Linked DNA regions of Sus scrofa: region 1 is linked to region 2. Evidence: chromatin contacts called from public HiChIP or PLAC-seq data. All regions are on one chromosome and are shown on one strand. The core of a region is the stretch at or near the end of the contact, and the rest is flanking DNA. Distances in the headings are between cores, read along the strand shown. Region 1 holds the start of FURIN (furin). Region 2 holds the start of ZNF592 (zinc finger protein 592).

Region 1 (3,443 bases), core at 203-2,702, 660 kb after region 2:
ATTGCCGTGAGCTGTGGTGTAGGTTGCAGACACGGCTCGGATCCTGAGTTGCTGTGGCTGTGGCATAGGCCAGTGGCTACAGCTCTGATTAGACCCCTAGCCTGGAAACCTCCATATGCTGCGGGAGCGGCCCTAGAAAAGGCAAAAAGACAAAAAAAAAAAACCTTTAAACAATGAAATGCATTTTACAAACAGCTTTAGGAGTTCCTGTCGTGGCTCAGTGGTCATGAACCTGGCTAGTTTCCATAAGGATAAAGGTTTGATCCCTGGCCTTGCTCAGCGGGTTAAGGATCCCGCGTTGCTGTGAGATGTGGTGTAGGGGGCAGACGTGGTGGCTCAGATCTGGTGTGACTGTGGCTATGGTGTAGGCCAGCAGCTGCAGCTCTGATTGGACCCCTAGCCTGGGACCCTCCATATGATTCGGGTCCGGCCCTAAAAAGACATACCCACACACACAAAAAGAATTAAAAGCCACTTTATTGATGTATACTTGACACACTCTAAACTGCATGTATTTGAAGGGTATGACTTGATCTGTTTTGATGTTGGTGTGTACCCATGGAATCATCACCCCGTCGGGCTAATGAACACATCCATCACTCCTCATAGTCTCCCCCCTTCCCTGCCCTTCCTTCCCGGGCAACCTCTGAACCACTGATCTGCTTTCTAAATACATATTTAATGCAAAGCTGTCTCATCCACTTCCCCACCTCAGTAAACAGAGTGTGATCAACGTGATTGTTCCTTTTTTCTTTTTCTTTTTTTTTTTTGTCTTTTTGCCATTTCTTGGGCCGCTCCTGCGGCATATGGAGGTTCCTAGGCTAGGGGTCTAATCGGAGCTGTAGCTGCCAGCCTACGCCAGAACCACAACAACATGTGATCCGAGCCACGTCTGCAACCTACACCACAGCTCACGGCAACGCCAGATCCTTAACCCACTGAGCATAGCCAGGGACTAAACCTGCAACCTCATGGTTCCTAGTCGGATTCGTTAACCACTGAGCCACGACGGGAACTCCGATTGTTCCTTTTTTCAATTCAGCATTATCATTAATTTTCCTGAGCGCCACGTCCTCAGTCCTCAGAGGTCGTTGGAAATACAGAAGCTTGTTTGCCCTGAACACTAAATGGCCCCATTGTTGTGCTGCTATGCCAGGTGGTTTGGGCTTTGGAAGTTTTCGCCCTTGCTGTCGGCTGTTCAGCGCACAGTTCCCAGCAGACCATGCCTGTTGCCTTGAACCCTGGCACACCGACTTCCTCTTCTTATGCCACTCCCCGCCTACCCCCCTGCCCCGGCGTGTGGCAATGCCTGGGGACATGTTTGGTTGTCATAACCAGGGCGGGGGTTCTATTGGTCCCCAGTGTTTAGGGACCAGGGATGTTGCTAAACCTCCTCCCACGCACGGGACAGTTTCCACGAAAAGGAATAATCTGGCCCGAGATGGTAACAGTGCGGAGGTTGAGAAACGCTGCTCCGGATAACCAAATTGATTGTAAAATTCAACAGCCAGTCGTGTTAACAGACTTTTACTTTTCTACATCAGGAGGGAGAAGGAAGGGCAGAGCTCAGCTCATTGGATCTGCCAGGCCAGGAGGGAGGACGTAGCTTCAGGAAGCTCCTGGCATGTCTCGGGGATCACCTTCCAACCCTCCCAGAGGGGGCTCACTGCCTTCCTGAGGACAAGCTCTAAGAAACTCAGCTTGAGGCCCCAGGGCCCAGCATTCAGCAGGTGCTCAATGAATGTCTGCATGAGTAGACTACACCCAAAGTGCCCATTAGGTACCCAGGTGTGGGTAGTACAGGCTGGGCACTGACACCGAGCCGGCGAAAGGGAACCACTGAACCGACCATTGACTTGGGGCTTCAGCAGAGCGAGCAGGTAAGTGCAGACCCAGCCCACTAATTGGGAAAAGGAGAAGGGCTGGCCATGCTGGGATCCCCGTTCCCACCGCATCCCTTCTAGCTCCTCCCCCCACCCACAGACACTCTGTCCTATAAAGGAGGTTTTTCTCAAAGTGGTTTAGCCAGAACTGGAAGGACCTTGTCCTGTGATGGGATAGGAGGAGCCTGACTGTTGCCCCAACAGCATTCACCATGGACCTCAGGTGTTCTGGAGCTAGATGGTGAAGTATGGGCGTGCTTTATTCAGTTGTGCATGACTTAAAAGTTTAGTTTGCTTCTTCTAAGTTGCCGAAATTCCTGAGAACTCAGGTAAGCAAAAAGAAGACAACAAAAAAGCTCTCAAATCCTACCCTTTTAGAGAAAACACCAGTTAAATGTGGTTGTCTGCCCTTCTATGTAGGGATGGATGTGGTGTAGACATTTTGATTAAAACCAGGTGTGGGTGACGCTGCCAAGGCTTTGTTTGAGGGGCCTGAGAGCAAGGAAGAGATTTTGAGAGAAGGGGACCCACAGAGCACGCCAAGGAGCAATGGGGGCACCTGGGGTGAGGGTGACCGAGTGGATTTTACCACGGGACAACCGATGCTCTTGGGAGACTCCCAGATTAACCCAAATCCAAACATAAACGGAGGCCTCGCTGGCTAGACCCTTCCCCCTCCTCTGGACCCCTGCCAGGAAGGTGGGAACCTCTTCCCAGCCCCTTCCTCCCTCAGGCCCTTCCCATCAGGCCCTGCTCCAAGCCATAGGGCATCCCCAACTCTGTTGCCAGGCTTCTGTCACGTGGCGCCGCACTGCCCATTAACTGCTGTGTAAAACTGATAACTGTGATCCAGAGGTTTCTGGACTCCTGGAGCCCCAAGTCAAAGGCTCAGTTTAGCTCCCTCTGGCCTTAAGGCCTCAGATAAATGGTCGGGAGCGATAAAGAGAACAAAACCTGCCAACAGGACTTGTTCCAGGAGATAAAAGGAGCAGTTACCAGCTGTGGCAAGCTAGGATTTCCTCCAGACGCCCATTCTCAAGAAGAGCGGCTTCCAGGGGAGTTCCCTTGTGGCATAGTGGGTAAAGGATCTAGCAAGTCATTGCTGTGGCTCAGGTTTGCTCCCTGGCTCCGGGCACAGTCAAAAAAAAAAAAAAAAAAAAGAGTGGCTTCTACATTCTTTTTAAGGACAGAAGTGTTGTAAACTACAAGTGTATGTGGAAGCCTGAACTGGGAGCGGGGCTGAGGTGGAGCCACTCAGGGCAGGCAAGGACGGGCGCCCACTCGCTCAGACCTCTCCTCTCTCTTTGCTCCTCCCCTCGTGATGCACCTCTGAGCAACACAGTTTAGAGAATTCTCCTTGTGCCAAAGCCAGGATTGGCGGGAGAAACTAGGAAGTTCCAGCTCCTCTGAGGGTGGCTGCGGTCTCAGCCCTCTGAGACAGGGCTGGTCCCTCCTCTTCCTGAGACCCGCTGTGGCTCCCCTGGGGCCAGTCGCCAGGATGGGCGGGGCACCCAGAGGCAGACAGGATTGCTTGCTTTCTGGGTTGATTTTTCTTTCTTT
Region 2 (3,464 bases), core at 566-3,065:
CTTCACATTTCTTTCCTTGTACTCATCACAGTTTGAAATGATTAGTTCACTACTACCTTCAAAGTTTTATTCAAAAGACTTTCTTAGGAGGTCTTTCCAGGCCACTCGAATATAAATTCAGTCCTCACCCAACAACTCATAGCCTCCTTTCTTATTTTATTTTTCTCCTTAGCACTTATTAACAGACTATATTTTTATTACATATTTAATTTTATTGTCTCCCCCCACCCCAAGCCTCCAGGATGAAACTTCCACAAGGGCAGTTATTTTTGCTTGCTTTCTTCACAGTATCTAAAACAATGCCTGGCACATACTAGTTGACAAATATTTGTTGTTGAATGAAATTTCAAGATGATTTGCTTATTATTGGGCCTTCCCACAAGTCAATGAGCTCAATTAAGCTAAAACATGTCTTTTTGGTTTACCGCTGTACTCCCAAAACCTAGTCCAGTGCCTGGCACATAATAAGTGCTCAGTAAAATTTTGCTGAATGAATCAAAGCCACGACCAGTGGAAACATTGGAAAATGATCAAAATGTGTGTGCTAGCACCTTGCTTCCTGCTCTCTTTCACTGTGTAGTGTACCTATGAGTTTGAGGAAACAGATCCCTGAAATCCTACCAAGTACCCACCAGGCCAGGCATGTCCACATCCTGTATCCTTAGCCACACTCTACACACCAACAGATGCACCAGACAGCCCTTCCAGGAACACAGAGCTGAAGGCAAGTGGGCCAACCCTAAGCCAAATACCATCTTACCCCCAAGTCCCCTCCTCCAGTTCTATTCTAGACTAGTCCTGGGTGTTAGACATACTGCCCTGGGTGGGTCTGTGAATTTACTCCAATCCAGGCTTTTTAATGCCATCTCTGGCCTACGCAAAAGAAAAAATGGAGAAGAAAAAAAAAAAAAAAAGTTAAAAATCCCTGAGCAGTTCTGATAATCCTGGGGTTCTCAGAAGCAGGCACACCTCAGGTCGTACAGACCCCTCCCCCTCACACGCGCTGATCCAAGGCCAGGAGGCCATCTGTCCAGCAGACGCTCCCCGTCCTCCCTCGGGTCACATTGAGCCTCCCCCTCAGGTTGGCAGGAAAAGCCCCTGCAGAGACAACCTCCACCCTGATCAACAGGCCTGGTCACTCCCTGGGCCCCCAACTCCGGGGCAGGAATACCTGTCTGCTCCCGATGAAACCTCCCCCGGGGTCAGAACTTGGGCGGGGGGGGGCGAAGGGGAACGGAGGGGCGCCAAAAAAGGTCGATCCCCCAAGTGTCTACTCCGGGACGGCGACAGCTCTTCGGGCGGCCCAGACGGTCCGACTGACAGGACGCCCCAGCGGGGGAAAGTGGCACCGTTATCCGTGCCCGGGCAGGGGGCCGTGGGCCGACGCCGAGGGCGGCCGCCCGTCCCGCGCCAGGAGGACAGCAGCATGCCCGCCCAGCCGGGTAGCGGCGGGTCGGGGCGGCGGAAGGGGCAGGCGGCCCGTCGGCCGGGGGCGGGGTGGGGTGGCGGCCGGGGCCCGCCAGGCGGCGGTCGGGGGAAGTGGCTGCCGCCTCGGGCGGCGAGCAGGGTCCGCCTGGCTGCAGGGCCGGGCCTCGGCGCGGGCGCGGGCTCGGCCCCGGCTCCGCTCAGCCCCGGCTCAGGCTAGGGCGGCCTCGGCGGCGGCCCCGGCCCACAAGCCCCGCCCGGCCCGGCCCGCGGGGGGCGCTTACCTGGCGGCGGCGGCGGCTGCAGGCCCCGGGCTCGGCCGCGCGCGTCCCCAGCGCCGGCTGCGGGAGCCACAACATGGCGACGGCGGTGGCGGGCGGGGCTGCGGCTCCGGGGGCGGAGCGGGGGCGGGAGCCGGCCTGGCGGCGGGACCTGGCTGGGGCCGCGGGGGGGTGGGGGGAGGCGGAAGGCGACTCGGACCTGGGCGCCCGGCCCAGGGCGGTGTGGCTGAGCGGCTGCCCCAGCCCCAGTCTGGGCCCGGCCTCTCGCCTCTTGCCTTCGGCCTCCCGCCTCCCGTCCCGGGCGGGCTGCGCGGCACCGACCCGACGGCGGCGGGCGGGGCAGGGGAGGCACGGGGAAGAAATAGAACCCCAACCTCGCGGACCCGGGCCCGGCCCGCGGGCTCGCCTGCCTCTCCTGCCCAGCAGAGCACCCGGAGCGGTACCGGCCCAGCGGCCGCTCTCCGCGACTTGGGCCTCTCGTCCTCTGACGCGCCTCCCGGGCAGGGCCGAGGTCGGGGCCGAGGTCTCCCACTAGAGGGCCACGATCTGCCTACGCGGCTGTGTCGCCCTAGCGGAGGGCGAGCGCCTCAGGAGCTGAGACGGCGTCCTCTTCCCTCAGATCTGGCACTAGTGGAGCCTAGTAGGCAGCTATGTGAAAGGTAGCAGAGGGGGCATGGGCCTGGCGCTTACTAGGTGCGCCCTCAATGTTGGGTCATTGCTATATCTAGAGACCTGCACGAAGGCCCGGAGGAATGGAGCCTCTGGAGGAACCGTGAGACCCGCGGTGAACAGAGTTGAAGGCCTGGCAACGGGTGCCTCCCAGGGTATAGACGGCGAGACCTCCGAGTTACAGGGGAAGCTAGGACTGTGCAAGGTGAGAACGGAGAGGTGGGCAGATGGCCCAGAAGGTGACCAGCAGGACCTTCCAAGAGCCCAGCGTACCTGGAGACAGGCGGAATTAAGGCAACAGCCAGGTGATAGTGTGAGAACCCAGAGATGAGGCCCTGGTGTCTGGCAGTGAGCACCCACTGCCAACCGTGGAGAAGTGCGTCTGAAGAACGGGGAAGGACAGGCCAATCTTCAAGAGGGGTGGAACTTTCAGCCCGGTCCGACTGTGGGCCAGACTCTAAGCTGAGCTGAGCTCTTGAGTAGGGAGTAAGTGGTAGTGAAGCGCTGAAGGCAGTAAAAAGGGTGGTGGTTCTTTCCCGAAGTTTGGCAGGGAGAGGGGAAGAAAAGCAGGCCTTATGTATAGCTCCAGGGGTAGTTGGAGCAGAGGAGAAAGGTGATTTTTTTTTTCTTTTAAATTGAGGAGGTGCACTCAAAAGAGCTGATAGGGGAGAATAAAAAGATGAGAGAGAATAATTAATGGTGCATGATCTCATAAAAGGAAAACGAGATGGGGGGGTGCTAAGAAATCTGAGAAGAGGCACACTTCTTCCAACCAGGTTTAAAGGATACACAAAGATAGAAATAAATATTTTAGGGTGGGGAGGTATGCATACTCAGCCAGGCATGTTCCCATGGTTCAGTGACCTGGATGACCCCCAAAGTCAACCATAATCCTGCTGGGGTCACTGCCCTTTAAAACTTACATGTAGTTGGCTCTGGGAAACCCAAGATCTCTGCCAATATTTCCAAAGATTCATGGGGGAACTTGGAGTTCTCTAAATAATCACTGGCCCCAATTGCCCTTTTAGGAAATTTGTCACTATACCTTGGATACCACTCCATTTATTTTATTAAGATTTAATTTTATAT

The links. HiChIP or PLAC-seq counts read pairs in DNA pulled down with a chosen protein or histone mark.
Region 1: a contact with region 2 is called in an H3K27ac HiChIP or PLAC-seq map of alveolar macrophages. The contact joins the promoter of FURIN here to the promoter of ZNF592 in region 2. A contact is called at or near these places in 1 of 5 promoter capture datasets (liver) and 1 of 2 datasets of contacts at active chromatin or transcription factors (alveolar macrophages).

What each region holds. Positions count from the first base shown.
Region 1 is chr7:53,454,182-53,457,624 of Sscrofa11.1, forward strand. FURIN (furin) reads left to right here and starts at 1,453. Exons shown (of 15, transcript XM_021098916.1): 1 at 1,453-1,880.
Region 2 is chr7:52,792,135-52,795,598 of Sscrofa11.1, forward strand. It overlaps ZNF592 (zinc finger protein 592), which reads right to left and starts at 1,816. Exons shown (of 11, transcript XM_021098901.1): 1 at 1,710-1,816.